Linked DNA regions of Mus musculus: regions 1, 2 and 4 are each linked to region 3. The links are chromatin contacts, called in public Hi-C and HiChIP or PLAC-seq maps. All regions are on one chromosome and are shown on one strand. Each heading gives the region's core, a stretch centred on a gene start, on an enhancer-like site or on the middle of the called end of the contact. The rest is flanking DNA. Distances are from core to core; before and after follow the strand shown.

The links. HiChIP or PLAC-seq counts read pairs in DNA pulled down with a chosen protein or histone mark. Hi-C and Micro-C count contacts between places; a contact is called where the count stands out from the background.
Region 1: a contact with region 3 is called in a Hi-C map of the N1E-115 cell line, with 11 times the contacts expected there. The contact joins the promoter of Col24a1 here to the promoter of Znhit6 in region 3. A contact is called at or near these places in 4 of 39 promoter capture datasets (the 3T3-L1 cell line, hippocampal neurons and maxillary cranial neural crest), 1 of 15 datasets of contacts at CTCF or cohesin (the NIH/3T3 cell line), 5 of 484 Hi-C or Micro-C datasets (the N1E-115 cell line, cortical neurons, embryonic fibroblasts and 1 more) and 1 of 9 other capture datasets (adipose tissue).
Region 2: a contact with region 3 is called in a Hi-C map of adipose-derived mesenchymal stem cells, with 2.2 times the contacts expected there. The contact joins the enhancer-like site here to the promoter of Znhit6 in region 3. A contact is called at or near these places in 2 of 39 promoter capture datasets (both in the 3T3-L1 cell line), 1 of 484 Hi-C or Micro-C datasets (adipose-derived mesenchymal stem cells) and 1 of 115 datasets of contacts at active chromatin or transcription factors (pancreatic cancer cells).
Region 4: a CTCF HiChIP or PLAC-seq map of the NIH/3T3 cell line shows a contact between it and region 3, with 8 read pairs. The contact joins the enhancer-like site here to the promoter of Znhit6 in region 3. A contact is called at or near these places in 2 of 39 promoter capture datasets (the SN4741 cell line and embryonic stem cells), 1 of 15 datasets of contacts at CTCF or cohesin (the NIH/3T3 cell line), 2 of 484 Hi-C or Micro-C datasets (embryonic fibroblasts and embryonic stem cells), 12 of 115 datasets of contacts at active chromatin or transcription factors (the NIH/3T3 cell line, astrocytes, cardiomyocytes and 8 more) and 3 of 9 other capture datasets (adipose tissue, embryonic stem cells and pancreatic islet).

Annotation. Positions count from the first base shown.
Region 1 is chr3:145,291,090-145,293,789 of GRCm38.p6, forward strand. It overlaps Col24a1 (collagen, type XXIV, alpha 1), which reads left to right and starts at 1,383. Exons shown (of 60, transcript NM_027770.3): 1 at 1,383-2,074. The coding sequence starts at 2,019.
Region 2 is chr3:145,196,880-145,199,579 of GRCm38.p6, forward strand. No RefSeq gene overlaps it. Among named protein-coding and RNA genes, the nearest start is that of Odf2l, 80 kb to the left of the region's middle. Within about 2 kb of position 1,377, at least 19 of the 459 cell types and tissues checked have an H3K27ac peak or open chromatin away from gene starts, as enhancers often do. A contact at or near this core is called in adipose-derived mesenchymal stem cells and pancreatic cancer cells, where this site is marked.
Region 3 is chr3:145,574,935-145,577,634 of GRCm38.p6, forward strand. It overlaps Znhit6 (zinc finger, HIT type 6), which reads left to right and starts at 1,274. Exons shown (of 10, transcript NM_001081094.1): 1 at 1,274-2,062. The coding sequence starts at 1,434.
Region 4 is chr3:145,884,071-145,886,770 of GRCm38.p6, forward strand. The region is part of intron 4 of Ddah1 (dimethylarginine dimethylaminohydrolase 1); the gene reads left to right. The region is part of intron 1 of Gm35187 (a long non-coding RNA gene); the gene reads right to left. Among named protein-coding and RNA genes, the nearest start is that of Gm35187, 5.3 kb to the right of the region's middle. Within about 2 kb of position 1,436, at least 91 of the 459 cell types and tissues checked have an H3K27ac peak or open chromatin away from gene starts, as enhancers often do. A contact at or near this core is called in the NIH/3T3 cell line, adipose tissue, astrocytes and 4 more, where this site is marked.

The DNA of each region.
Region 1 (2,700 bases), core at 133-2,632, 280 kb before region 3:
GGGGATTTAACTTCTTCCTGACTTAATTTCCTCCTTTGTATAATGGAGATAAAAGTCAATGGCTATTATAAAGGATTTATTTAGAGGATAAATGAAGTGTACATCTACCTAGGACAGTGCTGATACTGTATGATGCTCTTACATTTCAGTTGTTACACTGTGCTTTGAGTTCTGTCTCCTGTGGTTCTGCACATAGGTTTATAAGTTCGACTTTGATCTACATTTTCATAGTCTGTTCCTTGGAAACAGAATCCACTGTCAATGCATTGATGGGTGTACACACCTACTCTGCAGAGAAGTTTCTACAGGGAACTTGAGGCATGACAGAGAAAGGATCTATAAGAATGCCAATATTTTGTTACTTTTCTATCAATGAAGCATCATTGCAAAATCAACAGTTAGCAATTAAAGAGGAAGGCAGATCAAAGTCCAGTCCTAGAGAAAAAATATGGTATGAGAGTAATATCAGATTTTTGCATTGTTGGACTTTAACCTTCACTGTTGCCCCAAGGCGGGCTCCTGCTCAGCAAATGGAAAGACCATTAGCTGAGGATGCAGAGAGTAGAAACTGTAGAGAAAGGGTATTGTCACACACGGTCCTCCCTCAGTAGACACGTCACGTGGTTGTAGGTGCTAAAAGCATAACAGACAGCCAAAGAATAGATAGATGTGGGTCTCACTAAATTTACAAACATCAGTCAGAAAAATTAGATGAGAATATTTAGTGTTTTTATTATGAGCAAATTCATAAGCTCGACTTTCCAGTATTAAAAGACTGAAAATAGGAACTCAGACTGAAAGCCTGTCACAGCAATCAGAGGTGTAAGTTGTAAGGCTGTGTGATAGCAGGTCCTTGCATGAGTGCACAGTACGAATCTAGACTTGTAACAGAGTCAGGCCCAGGGACTAAGTGGAAAGGTGAATTACAGGAAAGTCACTAGAGATAGTATATGGGAAGGGCAGTTAATGGAGAAAGAGACAGGCAACAACAACGGAAGCCGGTCTGCTTCATTACTAAGACCACTGGGACCCCCCCCCCCCCAAGCAGGGAAAGGAATAAAAAATTAGCTGAGCTCAGGAGGATCCCAGGTGTGAAGAAAGATAGTAAAGAAAAAGCCTGATGGATGGAGAGGCATGCAAGAGACACACATGAAATGAGAACCCACTGGTACAGGGAGAGAGAGGAAGGAGTGACCCCAAATCACCTACAGCTAGGAAGTGGGTACATCTCAAGGGGTGGCAAAAGGTCACTTGAGAGCTCAGGGTGCAGCTAGCCCAGCCTGACCCTGCTAGGTTGGTGGACCAGGGCAGCTGGGGGCAGCTCTGGGGTGGAAGAAGGTTGCGGGGCAGAGGGGGAGGTGTGCTCCGTGTTTAGTGACGTCATTGCAAGTCAGTGCGCGGTGAAATTTAACACCAGCCGGATTTACTAGGCTCCTCTTCTTCCAGGCGAAGCAGCCGGCAGTCAAGCGCCTGCAGTTGCCACCGGCCCCCTCGGCACCAACTTGATTTCCCAAGTGGGTGTGTGTGCTTGTTTGACAAATGTTTGGGCGCAGGCTGCTCCCAAGGACTTCCTCCCCTACTTTCATCTCCTTCTTCCCACCCCCACCTCCCACCCCGCCTTTCTCCTCCCAGGCCCAAAGCAGAGAGCTCTTCTGGAGTCACGGAGTCTCCTTTGAACCGCAAGTGAACTCCAGGGCTGCTCTGGAAACCTAGCTCTGGCTGTTGCCGCTGCTCCCAACTGCCTCAGGGTGAAGTCTCTCTCACCTCTGGTCCCCCCAGGGGAGAGCGACCCCGGCTGCAGTCAGGCAGGGAGCATCCTAGCTATCTTTCTCCCTGGGTGCTGCTTCCTACCCCCATACTGCTTCATCCCTTACCCCACCCTACACTCCGTTCTGCGGGTAGGAGCATGGTTCTCATGTGATTTTCCCCCTTTTCATGGACAGTACCTGCACCTTTAGCAGTTCGGAGCTGGCTTCTGTTTTCCGTTAGTGCTTTGCTGCAGGGACAAATGCATACAAATGCATTTAGGAGCCTACAGGACAAGGCATGGAAAGGTCTCCCCCACCACAGAAACGTAAGTAGCCCACCCGCCGCCCGAGGGGGGAGGAAGGGGCTTTAGACCAAACCCCCTCTCACCACCCACTGAATCCGCAGTGGAGCTGGAGATCTGTGCTCCTTGGTACCTTTTGGAGTAGGGAGCCTGCGAGCTGCCGTGGCATCCTCCTCCTCTTGACTTCTCAACTTGTAAAATACCGTGTTTGAAAGGAAGCAAGCTTCTGCCAGCGAGTCTCAGTTTATGCTAAAGCAATCCTGTGGCTGAGGAGGAAAAGCTTGCTGGCCTGTGTCCCAACATCCCCTCGGCCACTGCCCCAGGCGGTTGCAGAGCCGCTCTGACACCCGCCTGGGCTCTAACTCCAACTATCCTCTCACCCCCTCCCCTTTTCCTCTTTCAGTTTTGGCTGAAGTCCTACTTCCAGCTGTCTGGGGCACCCAGCCTGGATGACTGCTAGGACACCAGCAATCCTGTGGATTCCGCAAGCACAGGATTGGGGTTAAATTTAGGTGGTGAGAAAGGATGCCTATCTACAGAGCCCAGAAAGCCGGAGGATCTGAGGGGGTCACCTCTTTTAATTCTTTCTCTGTTTTTTTAGAAGACCAACAGACATAACTCTCGCATCTGGAGTTGTAGCTAGCCCTGAC
Region 2 (2,700 bases), core at 127-2,626, 380 kb before region 3:
CTTGGCCTGGCTTTAGCATTTGAAACCCCAAAGCCCACGCCCAGTGACATACCTCCTCCAACAAGGCCACACCTCCTCCAGCAAGGCCACACCTACTTACTCCAGCAAAGCTACACATTGTAATCCCTGTCAAATAGTGCCTCTCACTAATGACCTTATTGAAATCTATATCTGTGGTGGCCATCCCTATTCAAAGCACCACATTCAGCTGCTGTATGCTCAAACAGTATGTTTGCCACCTGTAAAAATCACTAATTATACATGTCTATGATAATTATACATATACTAATTAGCCTTATACGCATGGTATTTACTTATACCATGCTTCTCACCTCAATCAAATACACAGCCATCACCCTGAATAGTTTCGTCCTGTGCCCTGTTAGGGATCGAGTGGCCTGCTTCCTGGCATCCCAGAGTTGTCTGTTCTTGAATTTTGCATGCATGGGATCAATAGTACATATTCATTATGCCGGGCTTCTTGGACACAATACACTCTTGAGATTATCCATATTGTGACATAGCTCAGTGCTTCACTCTACTGTATTGCCAAGTAGTTTCCCGGTGTTGGTCCGGACACACTGTGGTTATTCTAGTTACCTGTTAAAGATCTGGGATGCTCCCACTTTTGATGTGTTATAAATGTAGCTGTAAGGAGTATTGATCCTTTGTAAACATCTTTTTTTCATGTCTGGCTTCTACTTTCTTCTGAGTTATTTGAGCATTCTTTTTAAGATATTTAAAGTTAAATAATTTCAATCATTTTTAATGAAAGTGTTATTTTAATAACACATTTAATAAAAGCTTACAATAATAAAGTAATGCCTGGAAATTTTCTGCTCTCTATATTAATGTTTTTTGTTTGGGGCCCTTTTTGGTAGCCAACTATATAATCAAATATACTCAAAAGAATAATATGTTCTGTTTCTGTAAGATGCATATTTATAATATATTCATTTCTACATAAATATAATTATATAATTTACATAAATTATATAAGTTTTATATAAATGCATTTATTTTAATATTTAAATATCCTTGTCTTCTAATAGTTAATTTGGTACTAATATTACATGGCACAAGAAATCTTTGTGAACTATATATTCTATCATTCCATAAGCCCCTTTCCCTTAAATTCTTATATAGTCTAATAGTAATATTATTAATATTATTTTTGCATATATTTTGGTTTATGCTAAATGAAAAATTATTTTTGTGTTTATATATTGTTCCCTTTAAGGGTGTTCCTTATTGGAAACACTGAGCAGCTAGGAAAAGCTGTATCTTTTCAGAAGAAGCCACTGGCATGCACTGTCTAATATTTGTGGTCAGCCATGCTGGCTGTGGTCTGTCCCAGGCTTGCATCAAGGGCAGGCTTTTGCAGAAGCTGGTCCATTTGCATTTTTCTGAGTCATACAGAATGACTGACTATTTATCCTCTGGAGAATGCAGAATCGTAGACTCATTCTATGGAATTATCCGTGTGCTCTGCAGACCCTCTTGTGGAAGAAGTCAGGGCCTGGGGATTTCTGGCAAGGTCAACATCTTCACATGTATTAAAAATTCACATTTCAGGTCTGTTTCTTATAGGGTAGCTTATTTATATGATACAATACTTTGATCCTTTTATTAATTCAACTAACTACAATCTTTAGTCAAGTTAACGTCTCTGGAACTTTGGTTTCTATCTTGAAAGTGGTGATATATTTTTGCTTAAGAACTTCGTTATACTGAACATCTGACAGTATCCGGAGAATGTGAAGTCCATGTTTTCTCCTCACCCCGCAGGGACATTTGATTGATCAGTAGCAGGAAGTCTGTTTATAGACAAAGAGAGTCTTCAGATGTCTTGGTAACCAACTAGCTTATCATAGAATTGTTTTGGTATGATACCATCACCATAATGACCATAAGACATCTGCTGTTTTAATAAGGACACTACTGCAAACACTGTATTTCATAAAATGGCCCCTTGTGCAGTTTTCTGCTCTCCTTTGAACTGGATTCACTTTCACTGGTCCCTGACCTAAGAACATCCCATAATTCCTTCAGACTTCAGAGCAGTCAAAGAGGGAGAATGCCAACCGCTTTTTCTTAGCTCTTCTTACATATTAGTTCATAGTTTGCACAATGCTCTTTCAATCACTTATGTTCTAATGTAAAATAGAATCATTTTCTCCTCACTACAGTTCTTAAAAGCCATTTTCCAGGAGTTATTTTGCCAAGCAGCATTATTTAAGATAGTTAATAATAAAATAACAAACTAACATTTGGGTAGGACTCTGAATCTGTACACACGAAATAAAAAAGGGCAAGCTCTTCAGTAAAATGGACTTTCTCGTAGACACTATGTTTTGGATATTAAATTCACTGTCGCTGAGCTAAACTGTTGCTTGCTTCTTTTGTTTTGCTTTTGCTTTGTTTTAGGGCAATCATTAGGATTTTAAATAAAAGTTACCATTTTAAATTTAAAAAAAAAAACATCACTTTTAAGGACTCACCCTGAAGGAGCAAACACAAACTAAGGCAAATAGCACTAGGCCAAATTAAAAGCATGCGGGAATACCGAGTTACATGGAATTCCCTTAACTGAGTGACTTAAACAAAAATCATTAGCTTCTCTTTTTCTTTCCAAATTAAACAACCTCTGCATATAAATCACACTATATAACGTGTGATTTCAAAGTATAAACAGAATTT
Region 3 (2,700 bases), core at 24-2,523:
AGAAAAAGTCAAAGGTCAGAGATTCTGCCTTTTTAGGCTTCCCTGGTTGGCAAACCGATGACTTCTCACATTTCAGTACCCTTCTCTACGTGCATCCATCCCACTTATATGCAAATTCCCTCTTATTAAACACACCAGTCAGAGCTGGGCGTGGTGGCGCGTGCCTTTAATCCCAGCACTCGGGAGGCAGAGGCAGGTGGATTTCTGAGTTCGAGGCCAGTCTGGTCTACAAAGTGAGTTCCAGGATAGCCAGGGCTATACAGAGAAACCCTGTCTCGAAAAACAAAAAAAAAAAAAACAAAAAAAAAAAAAAAACAAAAAACAAAAAAACAAAAACAAAAAACCACCAGTCAGATTGGGCTAGGGCCCAGCCAAAGGCCTTATTTTAAGTGTTATGCCCTTAAAAGCCTTGTCTTCGAATATAGTCAAAATTCTGAGGTATTGGGGTATAGTGCTTCACTATACGGATATTAGGGGCTACAATTACCCTGTGACAGCCAGCGTTTCAGTTGCCGGCTGTAGATCTTTTTGTAGTTGGTTCCCATGCATAGTTTCATGTAATCTTTGTGGGAGCAGATGAGAGTGTCTCTCCTCCCCTTCCTCTTTTTCCTTCTCCTATTTGTTTTGTTTTTGAAACAGCCCTGACCCTAGGAACTTACTATGTAGACCAGGCTAGCCTTGAAGGTTACAGAGATCCTCCTGCCTCTGGCTTCTAAATGCTAGGATTAAAGGCGTTTTTGGATGTCCTGGTCCCTAGTATACAGTGAAGAAACCTTAGACCAACGGTTCTCAACCTGTGGGTCGCGACCTCTTTGCTAAACCTCTGCTCCCCCTCTCCACCCACCCCCCAGGAGTATTTATAGTACGATTCATAACAGTAGCAAAATTATAGTTATGAAGTAGACACAAAAATAACTTTATGGTTGGAGGTCACCACAACATGAGGAACATAAAGATCCACACCACTGGTAAGGTTACGAACCACCGCTTTATACAGTCTAAACTTTGGAGGAACATGGGAGTCTGTATCTATTGCCATGCATTATTAGAATTAATCCTTAATACTGATTAAAGTGGGTCACTTATTTGAGACAATAATTCCAGTTCCCAAGACAGCAGTTTCAGCGCCTGAGAAAGGATGTGGCAAGATCCCCGCCCCTGGGTGGGAGTCCTGGTGGGCGTGGTCTCACCTGGCTTTAAGGAGTGGGGCCGGAAAGCCGCCGTGCCGTAAAGAACGCTACACGTCGTGAAGAGTCGTGGCCGGAACAGCTGCTTTACGGCTAGCTCGGCTTCCCGCAGGCGTGCAGAGCTTGCCGCGGCTGCTTTGCTGCACGTGTGGCGCTGTCGGCGGTTCGTTTGGTAATCTCTCTTATTGGCTTGGTGGTGCCACCGTGAAGAACGGAGTGGCAGCTTCGGCCTAGGCTCGTGAGCTCATGGAATCTGCAGCTGAGAAGGAAGGGACTCCGGGAGGAGGTTCCCAGAGGGTAGCGGAGGGGGCGCGGCCGAGGCCTGCGGCTGGTGGGGAGGGAGCCAGGGACTTAGACGGGAGCCCAGAAGCTGGCGATGGAGAGGAGAGGAACGGACTGGCAGGAACTAAGACCACGGAGGATGCGGAGGAGATAAAGATGGACTTAGCTGTGGTGAAGCAGGAAGTAGTAGACTGGTCGGATTTAGACAGTGGTGTTGCGGACAGCCAGTGGGTGAAGCAGGAGGTGGAGGGCGGGCCCGAGGTGAAGGATGAGAAAGGCGTGTTGGAAGTGAAGCAGGAGGCGGATAGTAGCCTGGTGGTGAAAGAAGAGGAGGTGGATGAGCCAGAAGTGAAGGAAGAGAAGGTGAAGGTGAAGGAGGAGGTGACGGACTGGGAAGAAGTGAAGGAGGAGGACTTGACCATAAAACAGGAGTTGTTTGTTGGTCAGAACGTAAAGGAAGAGCAAGTGATGGATGCAGCGCCTATAAAAGAAGAGGGTTCCCTCAAGAGCGAAGCGATGGAAGACGCGAAGGTGAAGGAAGAGCCCCAGATGAACCCCCGAGTGGGCAGCAAGAGGAAATTGGCTCTGTCAAGGTAGGGCGGGGAGAAAACCCAGATGGGAAATAGACTACTGGGTGGACGAGTCCTTAACAGCAGAAAGTGAGGTAAGTTAAACCAGGCGTGACGTGGGTCCCTGAAGTCTGAGTGGTGAAGTTCAGGTTGGGCGTGACGCTTTCGAGGACACAGTGTGATGTGACTGTGTCCAGAAGGGTATGGCCAGGTTAGGGAGTGAAAATTCTGGGCATCAGAAGGCCTTTGTGGAGCCAGAGCTTGTTAAATAAGAAACGCTTTCGCAGTCTTTCTTTTAGAGAGAATAGGATTAGAGGCGCCATCCAATATAAACCAAAAACCAGCAAGTGGGTAGACTAATAGACACATGTCAACTTACTCTTGAATTTATTCCGGGCTCCTATGAATGTTCGTTTCTTGGATGTAGTCTCTTTAATGTGCTCATGTGACAGTACAGAAGATCAGATTGTGGTCAGATTCAGTCTCAAACTCCTTGAGCTGATAGAACTGACTGGTACCAGGTACACTTTGGTTCTCAGTATCACCAGACCCTAGAAGACCGAGGACAGATGAATCATACCATTATTTGGGTGTTCATTCTGAATTCGCTGTGGAACTGGGGAAAGGGCACACATTGCTGCCAGTCTGGGATTCATCCTTCC
Region 4 (2,700 bases), core at 186-2,685, 310 kb after region 3:
TTGACAGTTGATGGCTGCTCCAGAGTGAAGAGTCATTTTTCTTTGAGAGTGGCCGTTGGGAGGTAGCCCATGATCCAGTGGTTGGCTCCACACTCATGCCCATATGGGTAGCACCAATTGGATTTGGTGGGGTCTATATTTTTTCGAAATAAAGTAAAATTCGAAGAGGAGCGTGTTGGGGAAAAGGTGGAAGAGGGGTGTGGAGATGGATGTAACCAAAACACATTGTATACTACTAGGAAATCCTCAAAGAATGAGTAAAAAATATTATTTATAAAAATACACATCTGGGAGCTGGAGAGATGGCTCCGTGGTTAAGAACACTGACCACTTCCAGAGGTCCTGAGTTCAACTCCCAGCAACCACATGGTGGCTCACAATCTGTAATGGGATATGATGCCCTCTTCTGGTGGTGTGTCTGAAGACAGCTACAGTGTACTCATATATACATGTACATATATACATATACATATATGTGTATATATGTGTGTATATACGTATTACATATCTGAAGTCAGGTGGTGGTGCATGTCCTTAATCCCAGCACTTGGGAGGCAGAGGCAGGCTGATGCCTGAGTTTGAGGCCAGGCTGGTCTGCAGAGTGAATTTCCAGGACTACACAGAGAAACCCTGACTCAAAATATTAAAATAAAACAAAATAAAATAACACACATCCAAGCCAAGTGTGGTGTCACACAGCTTTATTGCCAGCACTTTACAGATGCAGACAGGTCACCGCGAGTAGAACAGCAAAAGTTATGAGATGAGAGCCTGTCTCAAAAACAAGCAAACATGGCACACAGCCGCGGACAGGAGACCTAGCTTCATGGTAGAGAGCTCGCTCGGGTTCTAATCCTCAGTACAGTCATTTATTTAACTAGAGACATGGCTCTCAGAATGTGTTCATTCCAAGCCCAGCTGTGAGAGCCCATGAAATGTGAAGCCATGTTAGCAATTTATAATATTATCCAGTTATACTGGCTGAGCCCTAAAAGGATGGCCAGGATTTGGAGACTGCCATATATTGCTAGGCTTTCAATAAAACTCCTGATGCATGATAAACCAATAAAGAGTTATTTCAGCTACCTAGTAGCAATGAGAAGTGATTGTGCGTTGGGTCCTGTATCTCTTGGTGGAGTCTATAATTACTTGCTTTTAATATTGATTTCATTTTACTGTGTTAAGATGGGTACATACATATCTATCATGGAAAGATCAATTATGAGCAAGCCAAAAATGTGCTTGGAATATTTCCTAACCATCTTTAAATGCCTTCTTTATCTCTTTGCCTCAGTATTTGACCAATTAAGCCTTAAGTTGTTCTGTCCAACCACTCGGCCCAGGATTTTTTTTTTAATGTAATTGCTGTAATACAAAGAAGGCATGAGTAAGAAGCAGAAGAATAGGGCTGCCTTCCAATCCTTTCAATGAGAAAATTCCCAGAAATGTGGGAAACAGCCGGAAATGCCTGCTTAATGTGACTGGCTGTGCATAGAGTGTCAGGCTGAAAGCCAGCGTGTTCCCACTGGTTCCCATTGCTTTGTGGCAACTCCACTCAGGGGAGCCAGGCCAGGCCCTCCAAGAAAGCAGCTTTGAGAGATCCAAGGATGCTGCTGTGGCCCCAGAGATGCCCAGAGCCCCTTTCTCTCTAGGACTGTGTGCCTTCTGGGTTAAGAAGGTGCCTGCGATAAGAGAGGTAGACTCCACCCTCCCCATGCTTGGCACCATGCTTGAATTACAGATTGTCACCTCCAGCAGGCAACACTTAGAATATCCTTGCATCTGTCTATTTGCATACCACCTGACTTGGTCCTTGTGGCTGGCCCCAAGGGGACAGGCACTCTGTGAAGCCTGTTGAGTTGGTCCAGACATCAATAGCTTCCAGACCCAATTATCACCATTCTGATTTGGTTACTCAAAGTAGAATAATAATTCCACTGACAAAAGTCAGAGACAACATTTGGAATGTAGCCTGCCTCTGAAATCTTCCCCACCCCCACCCCCCACAGGCTGGATAGCGTGGCACTTAGGTGGACTTTTCCCAGTTGAACCTGAGGCCTCTGGGGATACAGAGGAAGCTGCTCCAGGAGGAATTTGCTGACGCACAGAGAGAGTTTAGGTGCTTTCTGCTTCCGTTTTGGTGCTGGGTGCTATGACAAGCAGGAAGTTCAGTCCTTACTGCTACACAGACATTTTACCAAGAACTCTGGAACAAAGCCACTTCCTCCATCCTTCTTAAGAAAAGGAAAATCCTGGAAGTCAGCCCAGCAGTCACATTCTTGGGATGCTTAGGATCATGTTCATCTTTCCCCAAGACTGAGTGTCCAAGAAGGGAAGAGAAAGCCTGTCGGTTACTGTCACCTCTGCTTGTTCTCCGGGAGCCTGGGCCCTTTGAAGTGTTATCCTGCCAGGGTGCCCAGTGTCAGTTCATCCTTTTGGTAACACACATGCACACACCATTGCCACACAAATGCACACACATACATACACACATACACACTCACGCATCTATATGAATACACAGACACACACACACACAGAAATGCACACATATAAGAACACACCATGAAGAGTTGTGATCCCTGCACCATTCACCCGCCTCTAAACAGCAAATTCACTGTATCGTGTGTGTGTGTGTGTGTGTGTGTGTGTGTGTGTGTGTGTGTGTGTCCTGGACGCAGCTATAAGTGAATGGCAAAC